2 separate regions of the Mus musculus genome follow, and region 2 is linked to region 1. A link is a contact called in public Micro-C data. All regions are on one chromosome and are shown on one strand. Each heading gives the region's core, a stretch centred on a gene start, on an enhancer-like site or on the middle of the called end of the contact. The rest is flanking DNA. Distances are from core to core; before and after follow the strand shown. Region 1 has its middle 32 kb from the start of Gm34130. Region 2 has its middle 9.0 kb from the start of Gm39725.

Evidence for each region. A called contact is a pair of places that touch in the nucleus more often than the background predicts.
Region 2: a contact with region 1 is called in a Micro-C map of brown adipocytes, with 2.6 times the contacts expected there. The contact joins two enhancer-like sites. A contact is called at or near these places in 1 of 484 Hi-C or Micro-C datasets (brown adipocytes), 2 of 115 datasets of contacts at active chromatin or transcription factors (large pre-B cells and pancreatic cancer cells) and 3 of 9 other capture datasets (adipose tissue, liver and pancreatic islet).

Annotation. Positions count from the first base shown.
Region 1 is chr1:183,902,488-183,908,069 of GRCm38.p6, forward strand. No RefSeq gene overlaps it. Among named protein-coding and RNA genes, the nearest start is that of Gm34130, 32 kb to the right of the region's middle. Within about 2 kb of position 3,089, at least 109 of the 459 cell types and tissues checked have an H3K27ac peak or open chromatin away from gene starts, as enhancers often do. A contact at or near this core is called in adipose tissue and brown adipocytes, where this site is marked.
Region 2 is chr1:184,001,559-184,007,140 of GRCm38.p6, forward strand. No RefSeq gene overlaps it. Among named protein-coding and RNA genes, the nearest start is that of Gm39725, 9.0 kb to the right of the region's middle. Within about 2 kb of position 2,998, at least 87 of the 459 cell types and tissues checked have an H3K27ac peak or open chromatin away from gene starts, as enhancers often do. A contact at or near this core is called in adipose tissue and brown adipocytes, where this site is marked.

The DNA of each region.
Region 1 (5,582 bases), core at 1,839-4,338:
TGTGCTGGGATTACAGGTGGGGTGTCATACCTGCCTGAAATGTTTGTGGGTGCTAGGGATTTAGATTCAGCCTTCATGTTTGCTAGCAAGTACTTTATTGGCTCGGCCATCTCCCTGGACCCAATCCGAGTTTGAAAAGATTATTTTCCCAACATAGCGAAGTTGGTGAAAATTACTGTATCGTTTCCATTTTATAGAGGAGATGTTTGCGGCAGAGGGAAGATGAAGGACTGGCTGAAGCTTGGCTGCCCCTGAGCAGCAAGGCTGTATTTCAGTGTGAACCATCTTAGCAGAGGTGCAGCATTCTATGCCATTTGTGTCATCCTTAGCGCCTCTGTCCGACGTGGAGTGTGACCATGGAAGAGCCTTCCACTGATCCATTGGGAAAGCTCTGGAAAGCTATAAACCCATTGATTTAAATGTGACACACCCAGTTGGGTTCACATCTGTGGCATCCCACCACCTCTCTAACTTCACTACAGGGTCTAGAAGGGGCCACATGTGGCCCCTGAGCACTTGAAATAAGTTTGGAACTGAAAGCTTTATTTAATTTAGCTTTAAACATGCATAGACACATAGGGCCACTGGAATTGCTGGACAGTGCAGTTCAGGGTAGCTCTTAGAAGACACCCCTTGAGAGTCGTGATGCAAGGAAAATTTGTTCTTCTTTCATTTGTGTGTGTGTGTGCGCGCGCGAGATATATATATATCTATATATATATATATGCATATACTTGCATACAGAGGCCAGAGCACAGCCCGTGGGGGTGTTCTTCAGATCTTGTCTACCTTTATTTTGAGACAGAGTCTCTCTCATTGGATTGGCACTCACCCAAGGCTAGCTTGGCTGGTCAATGACCCCAGGAAGCTAGCTCGCTACCTGTCGCTGCCTCCTCGGCTCTGGGATTATAAACGTGTGTTGCCACATGCCACAGCTTGGGTTTTGTTTTTTAATGTGAGTAGTAGGGCTTGAAATCAGGTCCTCTTGCTTGCCAGACAAGCACTTTAATGGCAGCCATTTCTTAGGCCCGGGGAAGATTTCTTTGTTCATGCTCTGTAAAGGGAGTTGTTCTGTTTTCTGCTTAAAACTGATAAGCATAAACACATCACAATTGAGTGTCTATACTTCAGTAAGTCTTGTCACATGTCCACCAGGCTCTAGGTACTCACAAGTTCTCCCAAGCACCTGTCTCCATTTCCAGCACCTCTGCTATTCATCATCTGGATTATTTCTACCTGTCAGGGCATGGTTGAATGTGTTCCTCTTCATACAACCCTCTGACTCTGTCTCATGCCCTTCTCAGTTCCAAGATGAAATGAGTCTCTCTCCCAGTGTCCCCACAGTCTCATTGCATATGGCTGATCATTCAGCTCTAGGGGAGACAGGCAGTGTACTGTAACATGCTGAGGGCTCTGACAGAGAATATAATGACTTGAACAAGAGACGTTCCCTCACAGGCTCATGTATTTGGATGCTTGGTCCCCAGTAGGTGGTACTGTTCGGGCAGATCGTGGGACTTTTAGGAGGTAGAGCCTGGCTAAAGATGGGCTTTGAAAGTTTATAGTGTTACGCTACTTCTCTATCTATCTGTCTGTCTGTCTGCCTGTCTGTCTGTCCCTCCATCTTTGCTCTTTGTGCATGGTTGAAGTGTGATCAGCCAGCTTCTTCCTACCCTGCTTTTCCCACCATTATGAACATCTAGCTTTCTTAAACCCTAAGCCAAAAGAAACCCTTCCTTTTTTTTTTGTTTTGTTTTGCTTTGTTTTGTTTTTAGAGACATGTTTTCTCTGTGTAGCCCTGGCTGTCCTGTAACTCACTCTGCAGACCAGGCTGGCCTTGAACTCAGAAATCTGCCTGCCTCTGCCTCCCGGGTGCTGGGATTCAAGGTGTGCGCCACCACTGCCTGGCAAGAAACCCTTCCTTAGGTCACTGTGTCCCTGGTATTTCAGTGCAGTAACAGAAACATAACTAACACCGAGAATGATACAGAAACTCTGGAAAGCCAAAGAAGGTCATGCTGGAACCTGGGTTATCGGAGGAACATTGGCAGAATAGTGAGTTCAAGGACATGTTGTGGGAAGACCTTTGAGAGAAGATCTGCACAGGAGCGTGGAGAGCCCAGAACACACGAGGTGTTGAATAAAACCAAGGCTTTCGTTCAAAGCTCTTTCTAAAGAGATTCAAAGCTCGGTTAGAGTAAAGTGTGGAAAATCTCTCTCCCTTGGGAACTGAAGATCGGAGGCCACCATGCAGTAAGTATTGAGCAAGCACCTGCCATGTGGTTAGTGCAGTGTGGGATGCCGTGGTGCTCCAGCTGTCGGTAGAAGCAGGTGCTTTTGAAGGAAGCATATGATTCTATTAGAGAAATGGGACTGTCACTTACAATTGACAGAAATATGAATGAGCAGCACATGTAGCCTTAGAGATTGTGCACATTAAACTGTGCAAAGAGAATGGACTCACTCTTGGGCAAGAAACCAGACAGCACCTATCCAAAGACTGTGTTAAAGCATTTCCCCAACTCTACTGCCCCACTTTTCAGGACAGCACATCCCAACCTGTTTGTAGTGTAGGCATTAATTTACTTAGCCAAACAAATTTCCACCTTAGTTGAATTACTTCTTTGAGACAAGCAGTGAGGGGGAAGAGCCTTACCCAGTAACATATCAGGGATCCAGAATGGACAAGCCCTCGCCTAGCAAAGACAGAACACTGGAATCAGTGAGATGGAATGGGTGGACATCTGAGATGCTATTGTCCTTAGGCAGCTGAGTAGCCGTCCTTGAACTTCTGTAAGCACAGCCTTACCTGCCACACATACCTCTGGACTAAACTCATGGTACATTCTCTGCTTCTGATACACTGACCTGAGTCTTATGCTATGTGCTTCGCAAGTGAGGGGCACAGAGATGGGTCTAGTGTGGACACCTCTCACCCCACGCTCAGCCCCAGATTCCCTTTTCAGGCAGAGGGAAGCTTGGGCTGAGTCATCTCAGTGATGAATGTTGTAGTCACTCTAGGGAGGTGTCCCCAGCTGCCCTGCTGGAGGGCAACCAAGTGAGTAACCCTGCTGATATCACATGGTACTGGAATGGCGCTGGCTTGTGGCTGTGCCAAGCTCATGGCCATGAACGAGGCTGTTCAGTGAACTCTCACACCCCAGAGGGGGTTAGGGTTCTGCCTTGGGGGATCTTATAGATCCAGCAGCTTGCAGAAGAGTTGCTTATGACCCAGTAGAAACTGACGGTGACACAGTAAGACAGTTCCCAGAGAAATTTAGGGGAAAGAAAAAATGCTGCCTGGGAATTTCTACTCCTCTCCCTAGACAATTGCCCTTTTCCCCACATTTCCTTGACCTCCTTAACACAGCTGTGGCTGACGTAGAAGTGCCAGCAGCGTTCCTACCCAGAGCAGAGTGGGGAAATAACAGGCTTAGATTGATGAAAAGTCTCTGCATCACGTGACCAGAACTCTCCCTCCATGTTGGTCCCAGGTACTGGATTCTGAATGCTCTGTATAGGAGATGCAGCCCCCGTGCTGTAAGCAGGCTCACTCCGAGGGAACTTTATTTCCATCTCTTGTATTAGTGATAGTGACATTTGGTTATTTGCTCTGGTCTTCAGACTGTTCTATCAACTCGATCTTCCATGTCATGAAACTCTCGCTCACGTTTCCGAATCTTCTATATGCTCACGTGCTTTTCCTTCTTCTTTTCTCCTTTCTCCACCTCTCCATTCTTTCTCCCTTTCCCAAGTTAGAAATTTTATTGACATTATTTTAATAGAGGCTTGAGCATGAGGAGTAACGGAGGTGCTAAGAGGAAAGTCAGGCATGTTTTCTTTCATTAGCCACCACATGGAATAGTCTGTGTGTACTCCTCTCTCTGTGTGTGTCCTCCTTCACACCATTATTTCCCATAGCCTTTGTATGGTTAAGGGATCAGGTTAGAACCAGAATTTTTATGCTAAGAGACAGGCATCAGTAGGAGGTCATAGGAGATCACTTGTCCCAGTGTTCTGTCAGGTAGCAGCCTAGAGGTTGCCATTTCCATCATAAGGTCATTCTCATCTCTAGTGTTACCTGTAAAGGCCAAGACTGTCCTGGCTCAGAGGTTGGGGAGTGGGAAGCAGGAAGCCCTGGGTGTTAGAGGGACGATACATTAGGATGTGTTTTGGTAAACATGGCTTTGACTTTGTAAAGTCAAAAATAAGGAAAGTCCCTTTCCTTGTTTCCTTTTTTGTTTTGTTTTTTGGGGGGACATGGTTTCTCTGTATATCCCTGGCTGTCCTGGAACTCACTCTGTAGACCAGGCTGGCCTCGAACTCAGAAATCTGCCTGCCTCTGCCTCCCACGTGCTGGGATTAAAGGTGTGCACCACCACGCCCAGCCTCCTCGTTTCCTTTTTCAACCATTTCAACCATTTTAACCATAAATCCTCCTGTATGTTCTGGACAGCTTATTGATCCAGGACAACGTGTGTATGAACTACTTATCTTACAGATGGGTAGATGATGACTATAGTCAACAGGCAATTGGTAATAGAATGTGATTTAGGAGATTAGATCTTCTGATCTTCTGCCAGAGAACCTTCCAGAACAGAAAACATATCTAAAGCCTCTCTCACACATGCACACTTACACCAGGGATACATGGTTTGATTGATACACACAATATTTTGATGTGGGAGGGAGGAAACCCGGGTTCCCCGTCAGCCCCAAAGAGCTCTGAGGGGAGCCATTTTTCTCAGCTGCAACAGAATCAAAAATGTGGTCACCTTCCAAAGATGACTTCCAGCAGTTCTCTAAGCGCCACAATTCTGAAATCCTGAATTCCTAGAACTAAGAAAATTGTCACAGATCAAAGAAGACCATAGTCTTGGGTTATTTCTGTCTTTCCAGGTGCTAGCTGCCTGCTTCTGGAAAGGCCATAGCAGTATTTTCTAGGTTCCTCTCTGTAAGTAGTTATAATAGAAAGTAACACCAAATATCCTATTTGAACATGACCATGGATCCCCAAATATCCCATGACATCACTTTGTAACTAGCTGCTCAAGGAAATAACCCAGAAGTGGAAACATAGTTTGGCAGTAAGCTTGACTTTCACCACCTGATGTTCTGCTCCAATGATCTACTATCTGATACTATCCCACCTGGGCAGTTCACCCATTAACTTTCACTAAAATACTGGTACAATGGAATGAATGAATCACTCTGGTCCTGGATCACCTACGTAAGTGAATAATTGTAGAGGAAATGGGACTCAAATAACAGGGTAGAAAGAGAAAGGACAAGAGGCAGTGCCTAGGGAGGTTTCGATCAACGTAGTGAGGTGACCAACAGGAGAATGAGATCCGCTGAGGATAAAGGAAGCATGCCTGAGAAGGACTAACAATTATCTCTCATGATGACTGCAGAATTTGGATGGCATCAGAGAATAGGATGCACATCAGCAATGGCGCTAGTCAAATGTAGAGGAGATTGCTGGAGATGTCCTCAGCCGGTGCCAGTGCCTTCTGACAGAGGGAATGGCCTATCTTTCAGAGTTCTCACTAGGTGCCAGGTACACTTTCTGAACCTCATAC
Region 2 (5,582 bases), core at 1,748-4,247, 99 kb after region 1:
CAGTACTGGGGGCATCTATCCGATTCCCTCTTCCGGTCTTCTCAGACACCAGGTTTGCATATGGTACTCAGGCAGGCATACATTCAGGGAAAAAATGCATAGACATAAAAATAAATATATTTTTAATTTGAAAACAAAACCTTGGGCTAGAGGTTCAAGCACTAGTTGGCCTATTTCCTAAAGCTTTTAGGATAAATTAGGTGACAGCTGCTAAACTATTGGTTGATGGCCCAGAAGAAGTTCATGAGGAAGGGGACAGTAGTTAGTGACATTTTTTTTTTTTTTTTTTTTTTTTTTTTGGTTTTTTCGAGACAGGGTTTCTCTATATAGCTCTGGCTGTCCTGGAACTCACTTTGTAGACCAGGCTGGCCTCGAACTCAGAAATTCGCCTGCCTCTGTCTCCCAAGTGCTGGGATTAAAGGCGTGCGCCACCACGCCCAGCTGTGACTTTTTAAAATCACAGTTTAAACTCTGGAATTGTGCCTGTTCATGATGGTAATTTGTTTCCTTCCCATTGTATTCATATTCACTACTCTGAGACTTACAAAGATATCTGTGTTTAAATGTCTTTCTCTTTGAGTTTAGATATGAGTGAGCTCAAGAGAAGTTGCCAAGTGGAGGTGAAGTTGGGAGGAGAGACAGGTCACTCTGTCCAGGTGTTCATCTTCCCAAGTGTTTTCACTGAGGCAAGCTTGTACCTGGGCAAGAGCACGAAAGGTGAATGAGAATTATTATTTAGAAAAGAGAGAGAGACATGAAAGGGGTGACGAAGGCTAGAGATGGCTCTGTCCTTAGAGTGACTTACATTGTAACTGTGAGAACTTGACTTTGGTCCCCAGGACACATGTAAAGACATGTTGAGTATAGTGGCATATCCTTAGATTCCCAGTTTCCGGGGGGTAAAGACAGGAAGAATACACAAGCAGCTCTGTGGGTGGCCAGCCAACCTAGCTGAGCTGGTGAATTTTAAGCTAACATTGTGGACAGGAATAGAGGCATTCTGAACTTCTGAATGCTAAGCTCATGGATTGCCAAAGCTCCCTCGCAAATCAGAGTTTGGCTTCCACTTTTTCTGGCCAATTTAATCCAAACAGCTCCACTCATTTCTGCTTAATGACTTGGCTTGCAGGTTGCCAACTGTAGGGTTTGAATGCAGCTTTCAAGCTAAGCCCTTTTGCCATGATCAAGTGTTGGCAGAGCCTACAAGGAGGGTTGATTTGAACAGCCTTTGTCTCTGGGCTGAGTATCCATTACTACCTACCTGCTAGTAGACCGTTGAGGTTTGTGTGTTGCTATGCACTGTAATGCTAAATTCTACACCTGAAGGTCTAGGCTTACAAGTGCTTTATCGTGTTTACAAGCTTTTGCTGTGCAAACCTTATTCCTTGATTTAAAACAATTGGTTAAATAAAATTGGCTATGGCTAATGACTGGAGGGATTAGAAGTAGGTGGGTTTGGAGTGAACTGGTTGGGGGAGAGAGATGAGATGAGGGAGAGGGAAAGGAGGAAGCTGCCATGTCGGGGAGTGGACCATGAGCACATGGTCAGGAGAAAGAGCAAGTGTCTGGGGTTCACCTTGGAGGGAGGTAGCCAGGGCCTGCAGTTAGAAGAGGAGATTAGCTGTTACCCCCCAGTAATTGTCAAAGCCAAATAAAATAACCAGAGTCTGAGTCTCACTTGTTGGTGAGTTAGTTGGAAATGAGCTTGAATTGGTTGTACTACAGTGGACATGGGGACTTCTTAGGACTAAGTTTGATTCGGGATCCTGTCTCATGTAAAAATCCAGCTGTTATGTTGGTGATCAGTATAATCCTGTCTCACCTACAGGGAGGTTTTGTTTGGTTTATGTCACCTCACAGCCAAAGGAAAGACAAGTACTTGAACTCCTGGCTAAGAATCCCCAGGGAGCTCTGAGTTTTCACTGTTGATTAAAACAAAACCATTTTCCTTTTAGAATATTCCTAAATCACTTTTCTTTTTCAAAACCTGTGTGGCCAATTATTTTTTTTTATTACATTGACTCTGTTTAAGGTATTTAGTGTGGTTTCCTTTTTCTTGGTTGATCCCAGCTCCTCCAGATATCCTGGAAAGGTCTCTAGACAGCCTGTGGACTGCTGCTTAACTCTCTCCCTTTAGAATAACTCAATGCAGAAAATGCTTGGTAGACTCAGATGGTGACTCTGATCCATCCCAGAAGCCATGCCACCAGCGAAGCCAGGTAGAATTTAGGAAGGCCTAGGAATTATCTATCATGAGTCTATTTTTCATCCCAGATTGGGTCATTCATTCATGGATTCATCACTTCTTAATTCAAAACATTATAGAGACTGTCCATCTATGCAGAAAACATAGAGACGCAGGATATGGTCCATGACAAAGCATGGAAGCCTCTTTGGTGTCTACTCTCAACATGTCCTTTCCTATCTGCATAATGAGATGTGAAGCTTGCAGGGACTGGGTTTCTTAGGCAGTCCTTGAGGTTCCCTGGGCATACTTGACACACACATACTTAAACTCACAGCAGACACAAAAGGGTAACTGCTAGAAATGAGAGAGACATGTGAGCACTCGCCACAGTCTCTGCCATCTCTGCCTCTTCCCCAGGGACATTCACTGCAACCAATTGCTCTTGCTTGGCTCTTATTTAGCTATAGATTCAAGCCAGCTCAAGAAAACATTTTGTCAATGGGGAGAGAAAGAGCCTAGAAGAGAGGATATCAGTATGAAATCCATTATTTTTTTCAGCAATATGTTGGCTTTGGATGAAGCTTGCCTTTCAGGTTGACATTTTCCAGTGAATCTGTGATGGCCAGTCAGAGAGCTAATGATGACGTGGCATTTCTCAAATCCTTTCACCAGATGGCTATGAGGGTGATTAATCATGTTGATTGCCTCCGTCTTGGCAGCTGATGGTGGAGCTTGTGTTAACACTGCTCAATGTGGCACTGGTCTGGAGGCCTTTCTTGATCACTTTGCCCCTCCCACCCCTCCTCCTCCTATCCCTAGGGGCTGAGCTCTGAAACTGTGCAAGTGTGATAGGCAGGGCAGTGTGCAACTGGGCAGTGGCCAGGTGACACCATGCAGCTCCATTTCAGTGTTTCTCCACAGAAAACTGGGGCAAATGCATTGAGGCAAAAAGGCCATGGATGGCTCAATGCTAGGCTGTGCTGTTGAAGTCAGTCATAGACAAGACTGAGACACAATTTGGCTTCACTCAACCACACCCTCAATTTGCCTGTCATTCGTACCTCACTTACCGTTACATGCACAATGAGGGATCAATGAGACCCTCGGGATCTCTTATCCAAAATCCTTTCCAGTCCAAGTTCCTGAGTGAGAGAGTTCACGACCACAGTCGGGTTCCTCAGTTAGAGCTCTGAAGAGGCTGGCAGGTCACCAGGAATATATGTACCACTACAGCCCCTGCAGAGTATTTTCAAGTCACATGATTTGGGAGAAAATGGGGGTCCAGTGTTGTTTACTAAGATGTCTTGCCCACCATTCAGGAAGGGGTGAAAAGGGAGAACCCTCCCAGATCACCTTTTCTACTCATAGATATTGGGCATTGTGGCCTCCTTCTGGTTCAGTTGCCTGTGAAAATCATTTCATAAAGGGAATGTAGGAAGATTTAGCTCCTCAAGAAGCCTACTAGGACAAATGTATTGCCTTTTAGAAGTACTCAGCCACTCATCATGGAGATACAATGGAAAAAGCAAGCCCTCCAGGAGCCAGTCACCCACCCAAGTCCTTCCTACTGGAACTGAGATTTGAACCCAAACTCTGAAGTACACTTTTTCCTCACCACAGTGTTACTGTGCAGAAGGTTTCTAGTCTTCAGATGAGCTTCTCTTGGTAGACATGAAGTTATAGAAAGAAAACACTGTCTAGCCAGGTTTCTGCCAATGCTCAGGGCAGGAGACAGGTGTATGCCCCAGTGGTGTCAGCCATATAACACAAAGGCCCAATGGTTACTTAGGGTAGCAGCACCTTGGGGTGACCTGAGAATCAGTTTCCTGTGCTGTGGGCATGTTCAGAAGGCTAAATGGAAACATCTCTGTGTCTGGCCTCTCAGCCAGACTTAATAATTCGCTTGTATAACCTCTGGGTCTCCTCTTGGTGGCCCAAAGTGGTCAGATTTAAGAGCTTTATGGACGTCCTGCTATGTTTAGTCTCTCCCCGGGACTAACTATTTCTCTAATCCAGATGGTATGTTTACCACACACACATCCTGCAAGGCAGGGCATGGTGTTAGCAAGAACAGCTAGCAAACCACAACACTCGCTCACGTTACCAGAAGAGCCTGGGACAGGAAGCAGGTAGATCCCCTCCTCCCACGAGTCTGGTCTCACCTCCCTTCCTGGGCTTTGTGGTGATAGTGCTCCTTTCTGTCCCCTGGAAGCCAAATTGAGGCACCTCAGGGAACACACAGGCCACATATTCAGTCCCACAGCACTTCTGCTTCCTCCTCCTCCAATGTAGGAGGAATCATGATTTCTCTTCCTCTCTTCTCAGTCTTTCTTTCTACCTTGTTCTCCCTCACTTCCAAGATTTAGTCTTCCCCCAGGTCTCTCTTTCTGGGCTTATTTATGCCAGCCTATTCCAAGGTCCATGCTTAAGAGAACATATCAGGTTCTAGTTTTAAAGGAGTTAGGAAGAAACCCAAGGTGACCACATTGGTTTCCACTGAACTCAGAATCAAATGTCAAGTGCCTTGTGGCCCTGTTCACACTCCAGTGTACACTCCACCACAGCCTGCAACTGCACAGCTCCTGCTGAGCACATCAAAACTGGCAGGGGTGGGGGAGGGAAGGTAGCAGTGTTCCCTCTATTAAAGGGATCTTTATATTCCTCCTCCATTTCTTTGTCCCCCACTATGGCAAATTGCAATGAGCATGCCAACTTACCCTCCAATTGTATCTGTTGTTTTAAAAAAGCATTGCTTCAGAGGGTCCCAGGGGATGTCTTGGGAGGCTCTGGAGTGAGGCCCTCCATGTGGCTCTCCTTCCCAAAGCTTACTGCTCATAAGCTCAGAAGACACTGATAATTTCAAGGCCAACCAAACCATAGTGATATGTTCTCGACACGTGCTCTTGGCCATCATCCTGCTGAGATTTTGTGCAGAATTTTGAAGCAGGAATGATCTCTGAACGCCTCATTCAATGCTGCGAAGTCCCTATGGTAAAAATTCGTGGACATTTTGCAGGGGTGGCTGTGTGATGCTCAGTGGTCCGCCAGCATGTGCACACGGTATGGGTAAAGTGCTTAGACTGCTGCAGGCATCATTCCGCTGAGACTCCTCCCCAGACCCCTGTCTATAGATTTTGCCAATGAACAGCAAAACTCCTGCGCACAGTCCTTAACAGAAACGAAGCCTACCTGTACAGACTTGTTGAGGACATGCGAGGGAGGCAGCAGAGATAGCAGTGAGCCCACGCAGCAAGGAGCCTCTCACCGGTCTTCAGTTTGTGCTAACAATGAGTGACAAGATTTTGATGAGAAGGCGACTGAGCTCTGAACCCCAGGAACACACTGAATGTTGTACAAAAAAAAAAAAAAAAAGGGATACAAATTCCTGTTCTTC